Linked DNA regions of Mus musculus: region 2 is linked to region 1. Evidence: chromatin contacts called from public promoter capture Hi-C data. All regions are on one chromosome and are shown on one strand. Each heading gives the region's core, a stretch centred on a gene start, on an enhancer-like site or on the middle of the called end of the contact. The rest is flanking DNA. Distances are from core to core; before and after follow the strand shown.

What was found. Promoter capture Hi-C pulls out the DNA fragments that hold promoters and counts their contacts.
Region 2: a contact with region 1 is called in a promoter capture Hi-C map of hippocampal neurons, with 3 times the contacts expected there. The contact joins the promoter of Scml2 here to the promoter of Pdha1 in region 1. A contact is called at or near these places in 3 of 39 promoter capture datasets (the 3T3-L1 cell line, hippocampal neurons and second pharyngeal arch cranial neural crest) and 1 of 115 datasets of contacts at active chromatin or transcription factors (astrocytes).

The regions. Positions count from the first base shown.
Region 1 is chrX:160,134,342-160,141,605 of GRCm38.p6, reverse strand. It overlaps Pdha1 (pyruvate dehydrogenase E1 alpha 1), which reads left to right and starts at 3,176. Exons shown (of 11, transcript NM_008810.3): 1 at 3,176-3,350. The coding sequence starts at 3,294. Gm39547 (a long non-coding RNA gene) reads left to right here and starts at 3,359. Exons shown (of 2, transcript XR_878293.1): 1 at 3,359-3,825; 2 at 5,516-7,021.
Region 2 is chrX:161,159,797-161,167,060 of GRCm38.p6, reverse strand. It overlaps Scml2 (Scm polycomb group protein like 2), which reads right to left and starts at 4,311. Exons shown (of 26, transcript NM_001290651.1): 1 at 3,813-4,311.

The sequences.
Region 1 (7,264 bases), core at 1,927-4,426:
TAGTTGTGGTTGTTGTTTTCTCCTGGGGGACAGGTAGCAGGGAGGAAACCAAAAGCATGTTAAGGACTATGGAGCACAGAATAAGTTGTGAGAGAAAGTTTCTTGTTGACATGGATATAGCCATGTACAGGAGCCCTGTGCCTCAGACCCATGCATGGGGCAAACCCTTCCCTAGATGAGGCTCAGAGAGGATGGCAAAGCTTTTCTCTGGTGGAAATACAAATGTTGACCGTTGTCGACCACAGCTTCCTCCTGGATGACCATAGCCTAAGACTGCTCCCCCAAGAGACCTCCCAAGATTAGTTAAACCTGTATCCTTATTCACCTGGATGCCATAAGACCTACTCCTTATTCTTCTATGTACATCACACTTACTGTCTTGATTCAGATGTATAAAATAAACATACCAAGAGTCCAGGTTGTAGCTGCAGTTGGTGACTGACCTACATCATTGAGAACAACCAACAGGATTCCAGCTTTTCTGTGTTTGCCCTGCCTTCATTCCCTCCGCACCCCAGTTAGGCCAATCCCTGAAGCTGTGCAGAGCATGGCAAAGGACCATGACTTGCCTAAAGTTCAGCTTGCTCAAGAACTTTCAGGAGATATGCAAAGGAAAAGTCAAAAGCCAAAATGTATAGTAGCTCTAAATGTCCAGAGAAACCCACCATAACCTGGGGATTGCCTTGGGAGGGATTAGAAAAGAAAGACCTTCATTTCCAATTTCTTCCAAGGTAAAGGAGCCTTCTTTTCTCAAGATTTTCTCTTCCTTGGGTTTCTGCTTTGGGCAACCCTTTCTTCATCTCTCTGACCTCCCTTATATTGACCAGCCCCCTTTGTGTATTTGTGTATGTTTTAGCACATAAAGTATCGTTGTAGGGCATAGATAACCACCAGTTACAATTTGTCCTCATTTGCTACAGAGTCACAAAGTATCTCTCGCTTTCTCCCCCCCCCCCACACACACAGGGTTTCTCTGTATAGCCCTGACTGTCCTGGAACTCACTTTGTAGACCAGGCTGGCCTCAAACTCAGAAATCCACCTGCCTCTGCCTCTTGAGTGCTGGGATTAAAGGCCTGCACCACCATGCCTGGCTAGATATTTTCTTTATTTACATTTCAAATGTTATCCCCTTTCCTGGTTTCCCCTCTGAAAACCCCCTCCCCCCTCCCCCCTCCCCCTGCTCACCAACCTACCCACTCCTGCTTCCTGGCCCTAGTATTCCCCTGTACTGGGACATAGAATCTTCACAGGACCAAGGGCTTCTCCTCCCATTGATGACCAACTAGGCCATCCTCTGCTACATATGCAGCTGGAGCCATGGGTCCCTCCATGTGTTTTCTTTGGTTGGGAGCTCTGAGGGTACTGGTTAGTACATATTGTTATTTCTTTCAATTTCTGTACTTGTGTGCCTCTCTCTCTCTCTCTCTCTCTCTCTCTCTCTCTCTCTCTCTCTGTGTGTGTGTGTGTGTGTGTGTGTGTGTGTACATGAAAGGACAAATCACTTAAGCCCTCAGACTTGGTGGCAAGTGTTCTTACCTGTTGAGCCATCTTGAGCCTTGGCTTTGTAATTTTTTTTTTTAACAAAGAAAAGGTTGTAACGAAAATATTCTAGTTATGAAAACACTGGTTCCCTTGTTTCCCCAGGGCAGTTTCTTTAAGGCATTAACTTTTGTAATGATAAATTTCTTGTTGGAGGATATTTTGTAATAATGCAAAAGTCTTGTTTCTCATTTTTTCCTGCCATTCATTTTAGCTTCTATTGATAATTCCTGCCTGCAGTGGTGATGGTGTCTTTGTGAAGTGGTGATTCCCACCCACTCAATCTGTGTATATTTGTGTGTGCACATGCACGCGGAAGTCAAAGGTTAATTTCAGGTCAGTCTTCCTCAGTCACTCTTCAGCTAAACTTTTTGAGGCAGGGTCTCTTACTTATCCTGGCTATTACTTCAGTTAGATTGATGGACAAGCAAGCACCTGGGATCCTCGTGTCTCTGCCTCTCCGGCACCAGAATTCCAGGCAATGTTGCTCTTTTCTCTTATTCAGTTGCGTATTTGTGAAGGATCTGTGGCTCTTTCTTTCCCGTGAGTTATAATGCATCACTACAGCACTCATTTCATCCTTCATCCATGGAGATCATAAATGCAAATATTAGAGGACTTTTTATCCTGGGTTCCCAAGTGACCTCCTAGAAATGCTACCTGGCCAATCCATGCTGGACATTTGAATGGAAAAGTCAGCCTCTGTTTCTCTGACCCAGTGATAATGTGAAGCTGACCGATCCAGGCAACAGTTTGAACTTTGAGAAATCATCATCTGCACGTTTCCCGTGTTCTCATAAAGTCTCGTGTCCTAATCTTAATAGTGTTTGGGTAACAACAACACAGGAGATACAGGATTCTGCCTTTTCCCAAGCATAAAGGACAGACAAACTGCTTGTCTATAACTGAGTCCCCCATGAAAAGAAGCAAGCTAACAAAAAATCAAAGAATAAACGCTAAAGCTAAACTCTTGGATGTCTATGGTCAACGATTAATATTTGCTTTCATTTACTTATTTTGATTTTTTTTTTAGATAGCCTCGCTAAGTAGTCCAAGCTTGTCTTGAACTGAACAGACAGCCTGACCTCCAACTCTGGCTATCATCTGACTTCAGACTCCCTAAGGAAGGAATGACAGGCATGTGCCACCACACCCAGCAACATCCAGCATTTAACTGTTAAATCTCACCCAAGTCAACCAGGGCAACACTTTGCAAGGAATATGTGACCTTTTAAAGACAAATTAGTGGCAGGACCATTTCTAGAAACCAGATGATCTGTCTTTCTTGCCCTGGCACCATGGCTTCTCTGTGTAATGGAACAAGGCTGCCTGCCAAAGCTGTACCACAGGCCCGACTGGGCAAAGGGCAGGACCCGCTTTCACCACTTCTTCGCTGGTCTGTGGTACTCAGGGCAAAAGGAAGGAGAGGCCTCTTCCCCACGCCCCGGGGCCCCCCACTTTCCCACGCAGGCGCCCTGGGACACCGGCCTCTTCACCCTCCAGCCACAGCCCCACCTCATTTTTTAGTTAATTAATGGACGGCCACATGTTCCTCCTCAGAAGGGCGTAGCCATCGCCAGCAACCATTCTGGTTGGCCTGCAGACTAGCGCGGCGTGTGATGCCGTCGCGACTCCGTCACTGCGTTTTGGGCGTGGCTTCGGCTCCGGGCGCCTCAAGGAGACTTGGGGACGCCCGCACCACTCCTTTTGAGTGCCTGGGTGCCGCGGCCGCCGCGTGAGTCTGCTGCGCTCCATGAGGAAGATGCTTGCCGCTGTATCCCGCGTGTTGGCAGGCTCTGCGCAGAAGCCGGTGAGGTCGCCTGATCCCGGGAGGCCGGGGTGGGGCTGGAGCCGGCCTGAGGCGGGGCAGGAAGAGGGCGGACCGGGCCCCCCTGGAGCGCACGGCTGGGGGCTGGGGACGAGCTGCGGGACTTGGGTGGGCTTTCCGCGCAGTCCGTGTCGCCACTGGCCGGGGGAAGAGCGGCTTGAGAACGGGCCCGGTCCGCTGTGCTTCCCCCGATCGCCCCCAGCGGAGCTTCACGCCAGCTCCCCTGCAGCGCCCCACAACTGCTCGTCCCTTACGGGACACTGGGAGGCGGAGCTTGGGCTTGCTCCAGCCTCTCTGGACTCCGCTGACTTCCACTCTCCTTCATGTCATTGCTCTTGGCTATGAGGCCACGTAAGACGAAATAAAGAGCTCCCAGTCCCGGGAGTCAGGTTCCGTGCGCACTCCGACTTCTTCGTTTACTAGCCTTGGCACCAGGAACCATCAAGAAGCAGGATATGTAAAAACTCGTCTGAGGGCCTAGTTCTCTCATCTCCATAATGGAGATTCTGAGGACGCTACCTTCTGGGGGGGTGGTTATCTTGAGTTGGTCAGTGGCACGAATGCCAACCCTTCTGCCTGGCACCTGCCAAGGGCCGGTGTCCAGCTGCGTGAGCATTTGTGGATCACCTGTGTTCTGTTCTGAGGAAGGTTCAGGGAGGTCAGGTTCACGGAAAACAAACTTCCTCCACTCCCTGCTCCTCTGAACTTTTTCTTGGCAGTCAATTTTCGAGCAATCGAGCATAACCCAGAGGAAGCCGCCTTTACCCTTAAACACACAGAGGCTTAGAGTTCAAAGTAGCGAAAGAAAACAGCAATGGTTTTCGGAGAGTTGGGATTAGAGGTTAAGACTTATGGCCCGGCTTTAAGAGCTGTCTAATACCTAAGCTTTTAGCATTTTGACCTCTAGCCACACAGAGGTTGCCTTCTCTTGGTGTAACTGTCATCAGGCTTTGACTTGTAATTCTGGTTCTGTTGATTTCTTTAGGATTTGATGCAATTCTGCTCAGTGTGGGGAGGTTGTAGAAAGGTCGAAATGTCCTTCTCTAGGAATTGCATCAAGGAATGGAAAACCACCATTTGAATCTGAACCGGCAGCAAAGCACATTTCTACGACATAGCCAACATTTATTGAGCTCTTAGTATGTGTCCTGAATTCGGCCACGATCTTCACGCGTGTTAAAAGTGCATCATTGATTTTCAGTTTGTTTGAACAAGTTTCTTGTGTGCAGAAATTGTTAGTTGAAGGGAAATTTGTTTATAGCTTGGGGGCTGGGCATGAAATAAAATTGAAAACGAAAAGAAGCTTTGTTCTCAGTGGAAAGAAAAAATAAACAGCTCTGACTAGAATCAAAGTTTCTATAAGTTGCATTAGAGTCCGAAATCAATAAAAATCATACCTTCTGCTTTGAAGACATGTGCTCCTCTTTTGGAGTATAAGAGGGTACTAGGAAGCTGGGAACACTTTTAAATCTTCCTTCGACACTAGAAGCTAACCTTAGGTGTTGTATCGCTTTGTCTGACAGCCGTTTACCGTTTCCTTTAAATTCACCTTACAGCAGGGAAAAAGAAATAGATTCTAGAGTCGAATTCACCATAGGAAGTACCCAGTTTTTTTCTCACTTTTTGTTGTGGTGGAACATATCCAGAAAGTAGCTTTTTAACTTTTCTTTTCTTTTCTTTTCTTTTCTTTTCTTTTCTTTTCTTTCTTTCTTTTTTTGAGACAAAGTCTCACTATGTATCCCTGGCTGTCTTGGAACTCAGACCTCTTTGCTTTTCTACCTCCGGAGTGCTTGCATTAAAATCTTGTGTGACCACATCCGGCATGCTAAGGAGGAAGAGAAGTAGGTCTCTTTGTCTTTGTCTCTGTGTCTCTGTCTCTTTATGTAAGGGGCTCACTGTGTAGCTCCTGGCTGGCCTGGAACTCACATGTTGACTAGGTTGGCTTCCGATCAGAGATCGGTGCCTGCCTCTGCCTCTTAAAGAAGTGGAGCAGCACGCCCAGCCACTAGTTTTCTTTGTGTCTATAGTTGTTACATGGTAATTAGGAACCATTCTTGAAGCCTTTCTGAGTGTTTCAAACTCTGGAGTCGTATCTCTTATCATTTGCAAATCTAAGTAATTGCAGATTTCTTTATTTCCGCCCTCAGAACACAAAATGGCTCGAGGGTTTTAGTTTTTCCTGTTGTACAGGTGGGTGAAAAGACTTTTAAATTTTAATTTAAGCCCTGCAAAAAGATCCTTACCAATAGTAAACAGTGGCCAGCCGAACTTGTGTAACAAGAACCATTGGTAGCCAAGGATACCCAGAGGCGAGGGGGGGGGGGTGTTAGGCACTTGCTCTTTGATGGCTGCCGAGTTGTGCCTTAGTTCAGAGCCCTTATCTTACGCTGTGGCCTCTGTGTGCTTTGTACCTTTCCACCTTTTATTCTGCTAGTTGTTTTCCCCCTTAACAATCAGGGAAACATGGAGATTTTGCCTCAGGCTGTAAAGTTGCCTCTGTCTCCTCACACTTTTTGGATGCGAAACTTTGAAAGGGTTTACAAAAGTTGCACTTTTAGTTTTAAATGGAGGTGAAAGCTTTCAAAGTCTGTAAGACCAAGTGAATTTAAATTTTTTTCTTTTGCCTTTGTCACTTGTATTTGTTATGCTTTCTTTTGTGAGATTCTTTTCTTAACTACCATTTTTTTTTGTCTGCATATTAGGCAAGATTTTTAATTCATGCTGGTACATTCTGAGAATTCTTAAATACTTTTACTTGGCCACTTGAATAATCCTGTGTTTAGATACTGTTATTTTCTTAAGTAGATTGTTCAAAGTCTCCATGCCGGTAATTTAATTAGGGGGGAAGTGTAGCTCAGACAGAGAGCATGCCCTTAGCAATTGGAGGTCATGTGTTCAATCCCCAGCCAACCCAACCCCTGCCCAGCCCCAGAAAAGAAAAGCTGACAGGAATCTCATTTAAAGTTAATTCTTATTATTTTGGTTTTCTGAGAGGCACTGAGAGACACAGTTGTGTCTCTCCACCTCCAACCCCTGCCCCCATAGCCTGGCTGTCCTGGGATTTGCTCTGTAGACCGGGCTGGCCTCAAACTCATCCCACCCCCACCCCTGCCTCTACCTCCCCGGTGATGGGGTTAAAGAAATGAGCAATCACTGCCCAGCTCAGTAAACATATCTTTGAGAAAGAACTCACCCTTTTTTTCTCTCCTACTAATGCCTCGCTGGTTTGATCTCTGCTGTAGATTGCTCCCCAAACTAGTTTCTGTAGTTGTAATTAGAAATTTACTTTGCAATACAGTAGCTAGTTCTGGCTTCACAGACTCAGTTTAACTGCCAAAAAAATAGCACAACCATTTGTTTGCTACCTGGCTGGTCTCTGGTTTAGTTGTTCTTCATTTTGAGATAGCTATGTTTACACATTGTCTCTTCCTCTGATTTAACTGCAGCATCCGTTACTACTAGTATTTCGATTTTCCCTTGGGTAAGTGTGCCATTGTATTTGTTGGCTTTGTCGGATAGTAGTAGAGTAGTTGCCAAAGTATGCTCCTCTCCACGTTGTGTCTATGGCTTTGCAAAGTTTCTGATTTTCAGTTCCCTGTGCTTAAGCTGTGGTCTGAAAATACTCAATGGAAAATACTCAATGGAAAAAAAAATCTCAGAAAGAAAGAATTGATGGGTTTTAGTCTGTGTGCTGGTCTGCCTAGGATGATGCCATCTTGCACTCCAGATTGGGGTGTAGACCATCCCTTCCGCCAGGTGTCCGCTCTGTAGACTCGGCTCCCCAGCTGGACAGCACCAGGAGCCATCTTGATCCCCGTCAGACCAGCTGCCTGTACTTGCACATAGATAGCATTCAGTAATCCCAGTGATTTTAGGATTCTACTGAGGGTCTTTCC
Region 2 (7,264 bases), core at 3,062-5,561, 1.0 Mb before region 1:
GCAAGACCCAATACACAGAAGTCTTTTCCTAAGAAAAGAACATATTCTCAAGTATATCATAGAATTGCAGAGTATCTGTCTCTTTGTAAGTTTACAATGGCACATTGCTACAAAAGGTGAGCACTGTCTTTCTGGTCCGAACAATTTGGTCCTATAAACATAGAAAGTGGCAGAACCACAGCCATAAACACAAGTCACAAGTAGGGGAGCTGAGGGGTCTTTATCTTCAAATTTTTCCCAACTCCTTACTTACACAAAAATCAAACAAGTTGACTCTATCATTTAACTCTTCAAAATAAAGAATTCATCTAGTCTAGAAAGACTCATCATAGTCAGCGGCCATATGTACCGAAAACTCTTCAATTTCTCACCTAAGTGCAAAGTTATGCTCATTTCTTGTTAAAAACTTCCTAACACATGCCTCAAAACAAAAATAGGATAAAGCTTTAGGGACATTATGTTTAATAGAAATTATAACATAAACACTGTTGCTATTATTTCTATGGCTACCAAAGTTTACTTATACCAGATAACAAAGGCAAAATAATCATAAATGTCTTACTCATGAAAACCAAACATTTCATTTTAAATCTTACATAGTTTCTCAAATTTGTTCAAGTTATCCTGCTTTAAAAAAAAAAACTATTCAACTGTGTTAGATTTTTTGCAAATGAAATACAGGTAAAGGCATTTCTATACCTCAAGTAACAAAAACCCAAGCTATTAAGTGTAGCTACTTAAGCTATTTTATGTCTTTACTGGCTAGTTTTGTGTCAACTTGACAAAAGCTGGAGTTATCAAAGAGAAAGGAGCTTCATTTGAGGAAATGCCTCCATGTGATATAACTGTAAGGCATTTTTTCTATTAGTGATCAAGGGGGAAAGGCCCCTTGTGGGTGGGACCATCTCTGGGCTGGTAGTCTTGGTTCTATAAGAGAGCAGGCTGAGCAAGCCAGGGGAGGCAAGCCAGTAAAGAACATCCCTCCATGGCCTCTGCATCAGCTCCTGCTTTCTGACCTGCTTGAGTTCCAGTCCTGACTTCCTTGGTGATGAACAGCAGTATGGAAGTGTAAGCCGAATAAACCCTTTCCTCCCCAACTTGCTTCTTGGTCATGATGTTTGTGCAGGAATAGAAACCCTGACTGAGACAATGTCTATATTTATAAAATTAAATGAATAAATTATAGCAGTTTGGACTTAAGATGAATCAAACTTGCGTTCTATTTCCCTTAAGATAAAATGCTAAAAATATCAGACTTTCTAAAACAGGTAAACCTTTACAATTACCATCATCTGTTCTCTGATTTCTAGGTGTTCTGTGTCTACAATCACTTCAAATCTGAAGATCTCATGTACTAACTTCTATGATATTAATAATGATTTTAATTTTCTTAGGTGACTAGTAATTCAAACAGAGAATCCTCTTGAATCTACCCCAGTATTGCCTTTAACCCAAAGACAGGGGCAATAAAAATCTCAAGTAAAATACCCCACTCCCAAGAATTCAAACTAAAAATTTGTCTCTGAAGCTAACTTACAATAAAACATTTTTATCCAAAAGACCTAGTATTTACTCAGCCTTTTTCAAGGCACTTTACCATCGTCAATTATTTCTTAGTGAGACAACCCAGGGTTATCCGACCATTTCACTGATGTGGAAATAGACACCTACAGAAGAGAACAGGGGCAGGAAAAGGGGTGATAGGAAGCATCTGGGAGAAACAGGCAGGCAGCTAAAAAGGAACAAACTCAAAAGAAAACGAGAGTCAATTCTAGCCTGTAGCTGAAATCACAATCATTATTTTGGCTTTAGAGATATTTAAGATATATTTTGAAATAGGTAAAGTACTTTGCAAGTCTAGCTATAACCTAAGTTTCTTACTAATAAATATGCAATTCCTTAGCATTAAAAATATCCAATTTCCAATGGGCACACTGATTTCAACTAACACTTGCAAAATATCTGTCTTCCACAGGCCTAATCAGAAAATAAACTCATAAAATATATACCTTCATATAATCCTAACAAAGTGCACAAAAATCACAGAAGTCAGAAATATGTTTTGATTACAAGCAGAATGTAAAGAACAGTGGCAAAAGTAACTGAGTTTGACCATTAGTCAAAGAAATGCTTGTTCTCTATCAATTATGATGTTCTTAGCAACCTTGAAATATACAAGGATAAGATGCTGGTGGGTTGGTTTCCTTAAACACCAGAAACTAAAATGCATAATGGACTTTGAATAAATATATTTTGAACTTGGTGAATTCTAGAAAATAAATGCACACTGGTGGTTAATAAATACCTTAACTGAGCCATAAATCTAAAAGGCTGACAAAATACCTGACCAAATCATGACAAATAAGATGCTTAAGGAGCAACTCTGTTTATCAGTTTTAAAACATCCTTTATAGATAGTGCAATACCAGTAACATTATCAACATCCCCCTCACCAAATTACAATTCTAAAGCAGAGCAGGACTTCTGGGGTGAACAGGCTCATAAGGAACTTACCTCTGCTTGGAGGACATACATGGTATTCAAAATTTTCAAAGCTATTTAAATGGTTTGACTAAGTTCTTTATAAGTTTCAAACTATTCTAAAGATGATGGATAAACTCACTGTCTTCTCAAAATCTTAGATTTACTTTCAAGAGCTCATTTTAACATTCCTCCCATTAAATACAGAAAGCCACAAACAGATTAGAATAATACCCATCATTACAAATAGGTTATTTAATGGTAAGGGGGGGCAAAAAAGATAAAATTGTCATTACATTTGGAATAAAGAACATTTCCAAACAATTAGAAAAAAAAATCAAGGTTATGCCAATGAAATAACACTATAAAACAACTGCTTATACACAAGTACATCTTACAATATTCTTCCCTCAAATTGAAAATAATACTGTCCCTGGAAAAATTTAAATTGCAACAACTGATGCTCTCTAAGGAAACAAGCATCTCCAATAGTTGAAAATCATGCATCATAAGCTATCTCCCCTGCCTTGGTTTCCCCTTAGCAACCAATTTTTAAAAGGCATCCTAAAGTCATACTAATGGCATCCTAAAGTCATACTAATGGCAAGTCATAAAGCTTAATATTCTCATTCTTCAAAAACAGAATCAGATTTCAAATTATAACCATACTTTGTGATGAATGACAAGTGTTTAACAACCTTTTTTAAAACATCAATACCCTCAGATAGAAATCTGTAAGTAAATGTGAGCTGCCCACATACATACATGGCAGGACAAGTGGGGAAGGGAGAAATGGGTGATTACTAGTAAGCTTTTGAAGCCACATATATAGCTCAAGGCACTCCCCTCCCCCCTTAAAAATACAGTCGATAAAATTCTAATATCTTTTTCTCTGACTCTTGAAGTACAAGTACCATTCAGGTTTAAAAAAAAAAAAAGTCAATAAAGAAGAAGAACCTTTACAGAGCTGTTTCGAAGCAAATGGTCACTACATTCAAGTTTTACATGATTGCTGACCATCATCTCCTTTAATACATCTCCTTGCCTGAAGGCTCTCAGGGGAAATTAGTCCTAGCCTTCCTGTCCAGCTTTATGAAGGAGTCATCCCCTCTGGAGGGCTAAACGTGTCAGGATCCCCAAAACACATACCTGGCATCAGACCCACAAGGGGCTCCAGGCCACAGGCACATTTTTCTAGATTGATATTCCCTACCAAAATCCAAGTTACTTCCCAAGTGCTTGTCTCAGCCCAAACCATTCAAAGTCATTCCTGACCCTTAGCCCTACCAATCTCCCACAAAGCCCCCAGGCTGCAGCCTGGCCCCACCTACCCTGGGGAGAATTGCAGAGGGCGCTGTCGGTGCTCCTGGGGAGGGGGCCTGTTGAGGGGAGCTGGGCCAGGGGCCGAATACCTCTAGCAAGATGAGCCAGTGAAGAGGGTCCGAATAAGTGTGAAGGTCAGCAGCGAGTGCTAGCAGCGGAGATGGCCCACAGAGAACACTAATTTAGACACAGCAGCCTTGGCATCTGGGGTAAAGCTTCCAGGGGTGTGAGGCAGGAGTGTTGGGACAAACTGAGGCGGGACGCTGGCGCGGCAGTAAGGGGGCGTTCCCAGCGCAGGACTTGCCCCTAAGGCTCCCCTGCCCTGCAGACAGCCATCAGGACTCCAACATCAGGACTCCATCTCCACTTCCCAAGGGGGACCAGGGCCACCAAGCACCTCGGGTCTTCTCCGCCCGAGCAAAAGCACTTCTGTCATGCTAGCTCAGGGAGCAGGCACCAGACTTCACATTGCAGCCGCCATTTTTGAGAAGCCGCGCGCAGAGCCGCGCATGCCCCACAACCGACACAGCCACTCCACCCTCCCACAGCAGGCTGTGTGCCCGTGGTTGCTGCAAACACGCCCTAAGACTGCTGCCGCGGGTGGAGCTTGAGCCCAGGACCCAGCAACCTGCATGAACGAGTTTGAGCAGTGGCCATCGTGGAGAAGTGGTGATGCTAAAAAGCCTTTGGCAGTTTTCCCTTATACTTCAGGATCAGAAATCCTAGCAACAGGCTAAGTACCCAAGACCCCTGGGGTCTAGCATCAAGTTCCATGCTGGGTACTCACTGCCATTAGACTTTTAGATCCCTGGCTAACTCCTATTTTGGCCACTTACCCCCCCCCCAAAAAAAATAAATAGTTCCACAAGAAACCAAGTCAAAGGAGCAAGGAAAACTCAGCTCCTACTATGGAACTGGAGCTGTGCCTTCCAGCTCCTTCAGCTTAAATCCTCTTCACCATGGGTTTTAGGCACCAATGCCCTGCCAGTCCCACTTTCTGGATTCTATTGTTCTTAATTTATGCTTAATCTTAAAGACATGAGATTAGCCTAGTGACAAATCCCGTTTGCTCACATTTGATGGATCCCAGAAGGGTTGAATACATAGTTCAACTTGTGTTGAACTGCACGTGCTTTCTCACCTCAGAGAAACCTATAGCATGAGTGGAGATCACTCGGAAGAGAGGAAGAAAAAATTCCTTAAAATATAGCATCCAGCTGCACAAAATACATCACACAAAATGCCACAGAAAATATTCACCTCTAGTTCAGAGTTAAGAAACCAATTTCAAAGTTTTGCTTGAAAAATACACAATATGCTATGTTAGCCAAAAGTAAAAGTTAAGTCTCCTCTCTATACCTCTATCCAAAACTGAGTGTAGGTTTTCTATCTTTTACCTTAATGTATAATGGACTAAACTAAAAGCATATATCCACAGCAACAAAGAGTATATGCATTTCCTCCAATGTAAAATAATTTTCATATGCAACTTTTACAGTAAGAAATAAATGCCACTCCTTCAAGAATGTTAGCATTGTATATAATAGGCATTGCTAGAAGATAGTTTTAGGAGAAAAAGGGAGAGCTTTTTTGTCTCCCTAAGAGGCCAGTAGTGCCTAAGACAGTAAAATAGAATGTAGTCCCATATATCCATTCTTTTGAAACTGAACAGGCCTAACACCTAGAGATCTCCAGAATGATGTGATATTAAATTCTTTCTCTCTTCCTACTAATTAGGAAACTCTCTCCCTGAAAATAATACAGTATTCTCTTGGTGTAAGTTAGCTGCTAACTTGGGACATACAGTGCCTATTTCTACATGCAAACTCACATATTCTTGATTTCTGTAATGTACCTAGTTCAAGAAAGATCTAAACATGGTGAACTTACTACTGGTGATTTGCTTCACAATTTGAAAATCACTTGATAAATACAAATAAACAGATAAACACAAAAACTTGATAAACTTAATAAATACAAATATAAACAGATTAACAGATAACCTAAGAGTTGTCATCTGAGTTTCAGAAGAGCACAGTAGCATACTCACCCTTATAAGGAGATATAAAATTTTCTTTCCTGTAACTCATACTATAAAGACAATATACCATTGAGACTTCCAGGGAGAACACAGAGTCTTTACGACATGAGGATGCCGATTTTGAAACTGAAGAACTGAAAAACTACCATCATGAGCCTGAAATGATTCTATAATATTTTTCCCTCAACACTGTATCGTGCCATGAGATCTAAATGTGGCTTCTATTCTAATAGAACTAGCAACATGTGGATATTTAATATTAAATTTAATTGGGTTGAAAGTTAGTTCAGTAGTAGAGCATTTGCTTACCATGTAGGAGACTCTAGGTTCAAACACTGGTACCAAACACACACACACACACACACACAAATATAACTAAAATTTCAGCAACAAGATCCAGAAACTTCTATTGCTCCCACCTGGTCTCTGTGCCTAATTCTCATTAAGCCTATGATGTCAAAGGCCACTGCAGAAGAAAAATCAGGGTTAGGCCTAGGCTGAACCTAAGGTTTAGCACTCTTTTGTCTCTCTTTTTTTGTTTGTTTTTGTTTTTTTGTTTGTTTTTCGAGACAGGGTTTCTCTGTATAGCCCTGGCTGTCCTGGAACTCACTTTGTAGACCAGGCTGGCCTCAAACTCAGAAATCTGCCTGCCTCTGCCTAAGTGCTAGGATCAAAAGCATGCATCTCTTTTGTCTGTATTACCTGAAGAAATGATTAGTGGATAAAGTCAAGTAAGAATACAATGCATGCATCCATCTTTCCATCTTCTTTGACAAAGATTTATAGCATATATTTTCCAAGCATAGGAAAACTGGGAAGGTTACTACAAAAAGAGACAGAAACTAAGGAAGGGCAAATATGATGTATTTACTTGGTTTTGGACAAAGGCACCACAAAACTATACCATAGCAACAAACAGAAAAGTAAATAATTTAGTGACACATGGCTTAAAATATGCTTTCAGAATGTTAACATCCAACAAAAAAGAGAAAAACAAGAAAGAAAAAAAAACTCTTCAAACTGAAGTAATATAGTAAGTAGAAAAAAAAACTCTTCAAACTGAAGTAATATAGTAAGTAGAAAAAAAAACTGGAGCTAAAATGAAAAACTCTCTTCTCTTGAAAGACTATGAGGTCAGAGCTCTCCAGTAAGTCAAGACTAATGAACAAAATAAGTGAAAACCCAGTAGTGGTAGGACTATTGAACTTCAACATGAGGTGATTCAAGATAAACCCAAATTAAGACAACCACATATCTCAGTGATGAGAACTTACTTATTAAAACTGTTGATTATATAAATAGCATCAAAATTTTTTCAAAACTTAAGAGTATAAATTTAGAATAAAGATTGTGTTTGCTACTCAAGCATAAGAACACTCAATGCCAAATAGTTCTGCAGTATAAAGCAGTTCATAAGAA